Linked DNA regions of Rattus norvegicus: region 1 is linked to region 2. A link is a contact called in public Hi-C data. All regions are on one chromosome and are shown on one strand. Each heading gives the region's core, a stretch centred on a gene start, on an enhancer-like site or on the middle of the called end of the contact. The rest is flanking DNA. Distances are from core to core; before and after follow the strand shown. Region 1 has its middle 24 kb from the start of Myoc. Region 2 overlaps Dnm3 (dynamin 3).

Evidence for each region. A called contact is a pair of places that touch in the nucleus more often than the background predicts.
Region 1: a Hi-C map of psoas muscle shows a contact between it and region 2, with 3 times the contacts expected there. The contact joins two enhancer-like sites. A contact is called at or near these places in 4 of 12 Hi-C or Micro-C datasets (the A7r5 cell line, Schwann cells, frontal cortex and 1 more).

What each region holds. Positions count from the first base shown.
Region 1 is chr13:77,532,105-77,536,788 of GRCr8, reverse strand. No RefSeq gene overlaps it. Among named protein-coding and RNA genes, the nearest start is that of Myoc, 24 kb to the right of the region's middle. Within about 2 kb of position 2,573, at least 2 of the 93 cell types and tissues checked have an H3K27ac peak or open chromatin away from gene starts, as enhancers often do.
Region 2 is chr13:77,233,175-77,238,404 of GRCr8, reverse strand. All of the region lies in intron 4 of Dnm3 (dynamin 3), which reads left to right. Among named protein-coding and RNA genes, the nearest start is that of Mir3120, 110 kb to the right of the region's middle. Within about 2 kb of position 1,859, at least 19 of the 93 cell types and tissues checked have an H3K27ac peak or open chromatin away from gene starts, as enhancers often do.

The DNA.
Region 1 (4,684 bases), core at 1,324-3,823, 300 kb before region 2:
CAAGGACATTGGCTAAACTTTTAGGTCTGTGGTTTTCTAAAAGTTCTGGCTTAGTCTAGGGAATCGGGAGAAGGGTGATGAGAGGGTTAGAAACTCTGCTAAGGGGGCTGGGGATTTAGCTCAGTGGTAGAGCGCTTACCTAGGAATCGCAAGGCCCTGGGTTTGGTCCCCAGCTCCGAAGAAAAGAACCAAAAAAAAAAAAAAAAGAAAAAGAAAAAAGAAAAAAGAAACTCTGCTAAGGAAGGTTTGTGTAAATACAGCTTACAGTCTTTACTCCAGAGCAGCCACAGCTCCTTCAGCTGCTCCTTCCTGTTAAAGCAGGGTCTGGGGCTTTTCACTTATCTAAGAAGTGAAAGGATGATAGGACAGGATGAGGGTAGATATCATTTTAAAAGTTCTTTTGGGGGTTGGGGATTTAGCTCAGCGGTAGAGCACTTGCCTAGCAAGCGGCAAGGCCCTGTGTTCGGTCCTCAGCTCCGAAAAAAAAGAAAAAAATAGTTCTTTTCATGTAAGTTCTGAGCTGGAGACAAGATCTAAAAGGTGAGGTGAGAATGTATTATAGGTTGTGAGTTGAGAGTACCAGAATGGAGCACGTTTTGGTGTTTCCTAATAGTTCAGTCACCAGTTGGTTCACTTTTCTTTCTGGTACTACCATTGTATATTAGTTAATTAGCATTGAGTTTTGCATTATGTAAGCAGTCCGACGAAAATGTAGTCCTTCAGAACAAGTATCCATGTTCTTTCTGGTCACGAATGTGTCGCTTTGGTATGGCACCTTTGACTCAGAGGCCCTCGGGATGAAATGTACTGCAAAGTTTCAAATGTGGAGAGGTTGCACTCCTGCCTCTCCATGAAACTGAATCAGAACCAGCCAGCTGTGTGGGTGGTAGAGCACAGGAGGGCACAGGAGAGGAAAAGAAATAATGGGGCACTTGGAAGTGGAGAGTCTACTTCAGGGCTTAAAGCAAAAATAAAGGGAGACTCAACATCTTCTAAAATATAACTGAAGGGGAGTTAGTCTCCCCTTCTCACTGTGCCGGCTTAGAAGTGCAGCCTCTTAAATGCAGGAACTGGGTCTGCACCTTTAATCCATAATCTGAATCATGCAACACCACTTGGAGCTTAGTTTAAGCAGTCTACAGTGACTTCACAGCTTTCATGGTACCTGACAACACTTGCCGGGTACACATTACATACATACATACATACATACATACATACATACATACATACATACATAGTATCATGCAAAGGTAATAACAGGTCTTTGTTCTGAGGATTGATCCCAGGTTTCTTGGGATTGCTCAGAAGAGGCTTCTTTGCTGCTCTTTTCCCATCACCATCCCTCTTTAAGACAGCTCTCATTCTCAACCCTGTCTTAGAAAAACAAAAGCCAAACAAAGATACTATATGTCAGCTTCCCTTCCTGAGCAGACCGCTGCTGTTTTCCGTATTTAACAGATATTTTACCCAAGGGAGTAGAACAGACAGAAACCGTGGTGTTTTTATATCAGTAGACTCTGAAGTCCCCACTTTACTCTATCCACTGTCTAAAGGAATGGTCTCCCTGGAAATCACTGCTTGGAAACAGCTGGGAACGATTAAGCAGTGCAGGATGTCCTCTTGCACAGCACAAGAAGCACTGTTCACCTGGAAAGTGCAGCCCAACTCTGAAATGGGTCAGGAACAGAAGAATGAATGCCAGAGGTGGGCTGTGACAGGTATGAGTGGGCCATCAGTCACCACCCCTAGAACAGTCTGCTTCGGACCGCTTTCTGCATATGCCCTCAGACCTTTAGCACAGCCTCTTAGCATTTCTTATAACCACATTATATTGGCAGAGAGTACCTCTATGAAGGGACACCCAACTTGTTTGTCCATGAGCTCAGCTGGTGGGAACAGCGTAAAAGGAGTTCTGTATTCTCCTGTGTGTGGGAAACACTGGCAGGACTGCCCAGCAGCTGCCATTGTGGCAGGGGAATGGAAGGAAAGGCAGGACTACTCCAAACGGTCCCTTCTTTCCTGGCTAGTCGGGATCTAGAAGAGGAAATGACTGCTTACCTCTGTTCCCCTAACAAGTTAACAAGCCAAAGATAAGCAGAAGCTTAACCACCTCAGCAAGGAAGGAGGAGAGAAAGTTGCTGATTTGTGTATTTGCCTGGTTCTTCACTTTCATTTCTCTTCCTGTATGCTTTCCTATCTATTCCCCCTTTTAAGTTCCTAGTCTATCCAATAAATGCTTTAGCCATCTTTCTGTTCTTAGTATGCGTATCATTGTTTGTATCTGAATGTCTGGCTTTTTTCAGTTCATGTGTTATGGTGGTCCATTTTCTTCTGAGTAATAGTGGGCTTTGAAACCTCAAAGATATTATGGATTATGGAAATGCCAAGAGTGGGCCATAGATAGGAAAGGTTTAAATGAGGCTGGAACATTGGAGGATCTTTTTTTTTTTTTTTTTTTTTTTTGATTTGTGAAAAGGCCATATGGAGACCTACAACTGAGTAAGAGAGACTGCCATTCAACTTTCCTACAAAGGAGGAAAGGAAAACATACTGCAAAGCTATGTGTGACCAGCAGAGGCCACTAGAATATAAAGAGCGAAGCTGATGGATGGAAGCAGTTGTTGATTATTTACCCATATGGGCCACTGACAGCATGAATCCCAAACTCAGCTGACCCTCTTCCCTTTCCCCCAACACCCCACCACCTTGACTCCAGAAAGAATCCCAATGTTTGTTTCGTCTGCTATTTTTTTGTCCCTTGTGTTTAAGCTTTGTTCTTATTTCATGTGTATGAATGCTTGCCTGCTTGTATGTATGTGGATATTGTGTCTGCCTGGTGCCTAAAGAGACTCCTGGAGGGATTGGGGATTTAGCTCAGTGGTAGAGCGCTTGCCTAGCAAGCGTAAGGCCCTGGGTTTGGTCCTCAGCTCTGGGGGGGGGAGGGGGGACAAAATAACAAAAGCGACTCCTGGAACTGGAGTTAGAGATGGTTGGTGCTGCTTTGTGGGTGCTGGGAAACAAACAATGCTCCCCTGACAAGATCCGCCCGTGCTGGGGCTGGGGATTTAGCTCAGTGGTAGAGCGCTTACCTAGGAAGCGCAAGGCCCTGGGTTCGGTCTCCAGCTCCGGAAAAAAAAGAAGCAAAAAAAAAAAAGATCCGCCCGTGCTTTTAACACCTGTCCCTCCCTGCCTCTGTCTCTGTGTGTGTGTGTGTGTGTGTGTGTGTGTGTGTGTGTGTAGTCCCACTACAGACAGTCATTTCAGTGAGTGTGTGTGGAGGCCAGAGGTCAGCATCAGGTATCTTCCTCAGTTGCACTTCACCTTATTTATTTGCTTAATTTGAGACTACGTAGCCCTGGCTGGCCTGAATTTACAGACATTTGCCTGCTTGGGATTACAGAAGTGGTCTGTAATCCCACTGTGATTGACTTTCCCCTTAGTTTTTTAGATAGGATCTCTCTGAACCTGGCTCTCACCTGATTCTGCTAGACTGGTTGATCAACAGGCCCCTGGGATCTGACTGTCTCCCCACCCCAGCCCCCAACACTGGCCTTCCAGACACATGATACTGTGCCAGCTTTTTAAGTGGGTGCTGAGAATCCTAAATCAGGTCCTGGGGGTCCTAACCCGGGCCCTGACACGTGATGGAACTAGAGGGCAAGTTCTAACAATATACCCTACAGCAGGTCTCTAGGTGATGGAGGCCAGAGGATACGAGTTCAAGGTCATCCTCTGGTACAGCCTTATCTAATGGGAGCCTCGATGGCCATAAAGCCAGCACAGCTGTTTGACAAAAGAGCCAGCGAAGCAGAGCCCAGTGACGCAACTGCTGTCCTGTGGTCTTCCATTTTTCATCTTGATCTCCACATGTGTCACGCCAGGGACTTTTAATATTTTACAGCTTGAGATACTGGATTAGTGGACATTTTCTTATGAATCATTTACACCTTCTCCCAGGAGTACAGCTCTCAAGCTTTCCCAGGAAAGTCCTGTGCATAGTACCCCACCCCTTCTAGGGAGGTATCCTTATCGGACCCTACTTGAAGGTTGTATCTCAGAGACACCAGAGATCTCCTTACAAGGCTATGACTCCAGGATTCTCTTGGAACATCTGCCCCTGTACTTACTCAGGAACAAGATAATCAGAACAAAGTAAACTTTAAAAGGTAAGCGATTCGGTGGGATAAGGGAGTGGGCAGCTGATCAGATTAAAGGCCTCTTCTTACTGGAGACTAAGCATTAGGACGTAATAACACACTGCTTGGGACATGACAGTGTGCCCAGGCTGGCTTGGAGATTTTCTTCTAATTGCCTTGAAACCACAAGATTCTTAAATATTGGGTTGATCTTAAATCTGGGGTTGATGTGGGGGAATGATTGTAAAAGTTCTCTTCTGTCAGTGTTTATCAGTGAGGACTAAACTTATGAAAAATAATAAGTTAAAACACGTGTCCGGGGACAAAAATGGGTCTGATCTACCCCTGCCTACTGTATAAATAAAGCACTCAGACTGCCAGTCAGTCAGGCTGCAAGACTCCCTCCTCCCTCCCTGACTCCTTTTCTCCTCTGTGGGACATGCCATTGCTAGTGCTAGCCCCTGAGTTTGAAGTCAGTCTATTGAATTTGAGGCCAGCTCAGTCAGGGCTACAGGAGACCCTGTCAAATAAAAAGAAAAAAGTAA
Region 2 (5,230 bases), core at 610-3,109:
GCACAATACATAGACTTTATTAATCCCTCTGATTTCATATGACATTTCCAAGGGTCTGAGTCTGAAGACCACCTGACTCAGCTTCTTCTGAAAGCAGTTGAGTACTGTCCTGAGCTTGAAGCAGGGTCACTGTGCATTTCGGAAGGTGGAGACAGGGTCCAGAGCTCTAACAGTGTCCTGTATGAACCACCTCAACTTTCAACTTTGTGCTCCAGTTCAGGAGCTTTCCCCAAGTTCTGAAATAACTAACAATCAGTTTCTTTCTGTTTGGCTTTCCCCATCATCCTTGAGACGAAGGCTTAGAACGTTGCAGATGAAGACTATCAATGCCCAGATAAGGACCTACATCAGGACTCCCTGGTACCAATGTCCCAGGAAAGTTATCTTGTAGATACAGTCTGCGCATTGTAGCTATTAAAATGATACCACACCATGCTTGTCCATAGCCACTTTGTCCCCAAGAGGCAAGGCTATTGTCGTGGAGTTGGGACTGATAGTCCTTCACTGTTGATTGTAGTGTCATTAGTTCTGAGAAATCCACATGTAATCCCACCAGACAAAGCTTCCTGCAGGAGTGCAGATGAAAGCGTACCCAGTCCCTGACTCCTTCCTCTTACCTCAACCTTCATGCCCTTGAAACGTATTCTTTTCTGATATAGACTCTGTGTACAGGTGGTAGTAACTCATATTGTTCTTGCTGTCATCCTTATGATTCACACAAACCTAGTAAAAGAAAACACAATGACAAGTTACATGTTTCCTGTGCTCCTTTTGGGTTACATGTCCTGTAAATGTTAGGCCTAGTTGGTTTGGGTTTTAGGATTGTTTGAACTTGCTATCTTTTGGTCAATCTTCTGTGTAGTGTTCTCTTATAGAAAGGGTGGCATTAAAGTCTTCATTATTGTTGTTGAATCATCTATTAGCTTTCTTTATGTTAGTCCCCTCCCCCTGGGAGGGTTGATACATTTTTAGATGCATTTCTAATAGTCATTTCTTCTTAATCTTTTATCACCGTGTGATGTCCTTGAGAAACTTCTATTTTGTTTCCTATTGGTGACCTTCCAGTTCTCATGTGACTGACGCTTGAGTGCCATGTCCTCGCCATTCTTTACATTCAATTGTTTTAGTCATTTTGAAACCAAATGTGTCTATTGTAAACAGTAGGCTGTTGGATCCCATATTTGATATATTTTTAAAATGACTATAGCTTATCAATATGTTAAACATGCTCTGTTAGTCAGGGTTCTGTAGAGTTCCAGAACTTGGAATGTCTCTGTATATTAAGGGAAATTATTGGGCTGACTTACAGTCTGCAGTCCAACTAACCCAACGATGGACATCTGTGAATGGGAAGTCCAAGGATCTAGTAGATGCCCAGATCTATGAGGCTGGCGTCTCAGCCTTCTGTACAAGCTGGAACCCAAAGAAGTAGGTTCCAACAGATGTGCTTCATGTAAGCACGAGCAGGCAGAGAAGAAAGTCTTCCTTCTTCCATTGTCTGGATGGCTTCAGGAATAATTTCTATTAACCGGTTATTTTCATTTGTATGAGTCATAATTTCTTCATATATATTTTTATTGTTGTTGAATAGTGTTTTCTGACAGATTCTGTCCTTACCCCTACCCATGCCCTTCTCCCAACCCAAGATTTTTTTTTTTAACAGATGATGTTACTTTGCTTGGTTAGCATTTTTCCCTGAACCAACATTCTCGGCTGTATGCAGTCACTCCAGTCTTGCTCAGTTCCCTTCACAGATGGCTAATAACTCTACGGCAATTTCCTTATCTCAGAGTCAACAGCGCTCTCAGCATTTACTGGAGCCTTGTTGTAAATGGCACTAATGATCCAAGTGTACAACCCCACTTTCACTTTCACTTTCGGCTGATACAGAGCCCAAGTCGATGAGAATTTAGGCTTCTCCTATGCCTGTTCTGATTACACTTACGTATAAACATTTTAAAGGCCTTTGTGAACCTCTCATTCCAAACTTTTCTTTTTGCCTTTTCTTTTCATGTGCTTAGATATTTCTTTGTCACATACATTCTCACTGCCCGAAGCAGCTAGAGTTTTAAGTAATTACCACTGATTTTCTTTGACAAATACTCCCTGGGGTAGAGGTCTTCCACACCAAGTAGGCTCTTGGTTAGGGTAAATAAGGAAAAGCTACAGGGATGGCAGCTTTAGCAAATTGTCCTGTAGGTTAAATAATAACAATTGTTTTAAAAAATTGTATTTTCGGTACTCCCCAGTGCCACCTGCTTCGTCCAGACTTACCAAGAAGCCAGTTTTTACCTGGTGGTGGAGGTTGGATGACGATGATTAGATCAGGGGGCTGGAGAGGGCAGCAGGACAGTTCGATATACCACCCAGCCTGTTGTTTTTATTGAGATTAATCTGTTTTTTTTTCTGGGATGAATGCCCTTCAGATCATTGCAAGCCTGTCTTTAATTACGAAGCTTTGAAAAAGTTGAGTTTGGCATTTTGGGCCATGTTCTTTCTTAGTGCTTCAGGGAAAGTGGCCTTTTCAAAGGTATTTACTGAAGCTTTCCCACAGACACCCCTTCATGCCTCACAATTGCCATGGCCAGAAGCTTTCCACGTGACCGCCTCTGAGTTACATGGCACAGACAGTCTAGTTGTGACATCTGTCCCCCTGTGGGCCTTAAGGGTTGATTTGCCTGGTCTCTCACCATGCCATATATATATATCTTTTCTAAAAAATTTCTCCTGGCTAAGTAAAAATGTTGACCTATTTAGACCACAAGGGAGTATTCTCTCTTCAAGGATATATGAACTAGAATTATATCCACCGAGATACCAAATTATACAGGGCTTTTTTTTTTTTTTTTTTTTTTTTTTTTTGGAGAGGTAGTCTATTTTAGCAGTTCTTCTTAGTACTGAATTAAGACTACTTGACATAGAGAAGCCATTTTCATCAAAGTATGACTGAAGAATAGTCAAAATATAGTTGGTTAGAAAGTTTATGTTGAAAAGTAAATTAGAAATTGGGTGCATTGTTCTGTTTAAAACAGGCTAAGTAGTATGTGTACTTCAAGTGCTATTAAGGACCTTGAGACAATCTTGGGTTTAGGATGGGCCCTGAATGGCAATGACTTGTGTCCTTATAGACAAACAAAGAGAAGGACATCTGAGACACAGAGAGGCAGGGAAGAAGGTCATGTGGAGAAGGAGATAGGGATTGAGTTATGTTGTCACAGCAAAAAGACAACTGATACTATGAGGAGCTGAAAGAGACAAGGATTCTTCCCTTGTAGAAAATATGTAATATCCACCTTTCATCATCCAGTTCCTAGATAAAGGACACAAAATATTTCTATTTATAATAAACTTTTAAAGCACTAGAGCTGGGCAAATATCTACCCTCTGTGATATTATGCCCATTTCCCTGCCAATACGACTTGTCATGTTCTGCATGGGCCACTCTTACTCTGACTAGCCAACCATCATGGCCAGTCTCAGGATTGATCCCTTACCCCATTGGCATCCTCCTCTCTCCACTTTCTTGCTCCTCTCCTTGTGTGGTCTTGCCTCAGACTCCAAGCCTGGGAATCGAAACCCTGCCTACATCTCTTCTGCCCAGATATTGACTGTAGGCATCTTTATTCAACCAATAGTTTTAGATTAAGGAGCAAAGGCTGGAGAGATGGCTCAGTGGTTAAGAGCATTGACTGCTCTTCCAGAGGTTCTGAGTTCAAATCCCAACAACCACATGGTGGCTCACAACCATCTGAAATGAGATCTGATGCCCTCTTCTGGTGTGTCTGAAGATAGCTACAGTGTCTTATGTATATTAAATAAATAAATCTTTTTTAAAAAAGGAGCAAGGTCACACAGTATCACTTGGTGCACGTAAGGATCTCCTCATCCTTGGAGGCAACTAGACTTTGGAGGTCAGTATTTAGCATTATAAAACATAGCAAGAGAGCAAATGTCAACATTCTTTAGAGACTTTGGAGGGAATGTGGCACAACTGGCATCTTGATTTTTGACTTGAGTTTTCCAGAATTTAAGGACAACAAATTCTTGTTTTAAGCCACCAGTTTGTTACAACTGACCTAACAGATGGATTCAGGTAATATCTAGAGTCTTGAGCTTTCAGTCGTGATAATTTAGGGCATGAATATATTTAGAAAAAAAAGAGGGGGGCCCAGCCTGGAAGACCTCTAGAGACAAGAGAGAAATAGAAGTCATGGAAAAGTGGCAGAGAACCAGGTAGGCATTGTATTCTAGAAGCTAAGACAAAGAGGTCTTTAAGAAGGATGATGTTATTGGTTTTGCTAAAACCTATAGCAGGGTTAAGAAGAGTGACATTATAGATAGGTCAACCAGGTCTATAGCTCAGAACCTGTGAAAAAGCACAAAAACAGAATCAGAAGGAGAACAGGGATACATGTGGCTATAGAGTGGTGACATACTTTTATGATATAGTGAACTGACCAGCGTTCATCCAAACGACATAAAAGGAAGGGTATTGTTTGCTTCTCTTCTTTCGCCAAGTCTTCATGGTCTATTTCAACCTTGGACCAAAACTGCCTGGAAGTGCTATGAAGCCGCGTCCACGTAAGAGTGGTTTCTTATCACTGTATTCATCCCCACTGATGGGTTTAGCTGATTCAGTGCTAAACAGAAAGAAAGCAACACTGAAATGGCCTGATGTCATCACTGCCTCTCATCTTGCTATATGAGGCAGAATTTTAGGTTCTCCGCTAATGGAGATGGGACTGGAGAGTTAGTCATTGAATTTGGCACATACAAGTCCTGGGCGGTATAAACAAGGAGGGTAGGGTAAGAAAATATTCAAGACATGCTGAACATGAAGAAATAGAGTCAAAAACTACAGTTAAGAGTTTTAAGTTTCACCAAAGACAAGAGGAAGAGTTCAGCTGCAATGGTAGTGAAAGATTATGAGGACATTTTTAAAGACTGGTAATGTCACAACTTCCTTGTGTGTTGATGATGGGAATAGTTGACAAGAGAGACAGTGATGAGTTAAATGCAGAGAAGATCAAGAGACGAGGTAAATAGCTGACTTAAGGAAGTGGGGACAAGATGCAGTAGTGTACCTGTGCAAGTCCTGGTTACAGGACAAGATTGTATTGTTTTTCCACCCTAACAATATGAAAGGTGGGCTCTGGATACAAACCATAGAGGCTCGAAGATTGATTAATAGGGAGGTTTCTTTAAAAGCCACATTACGTTTATTTATGAT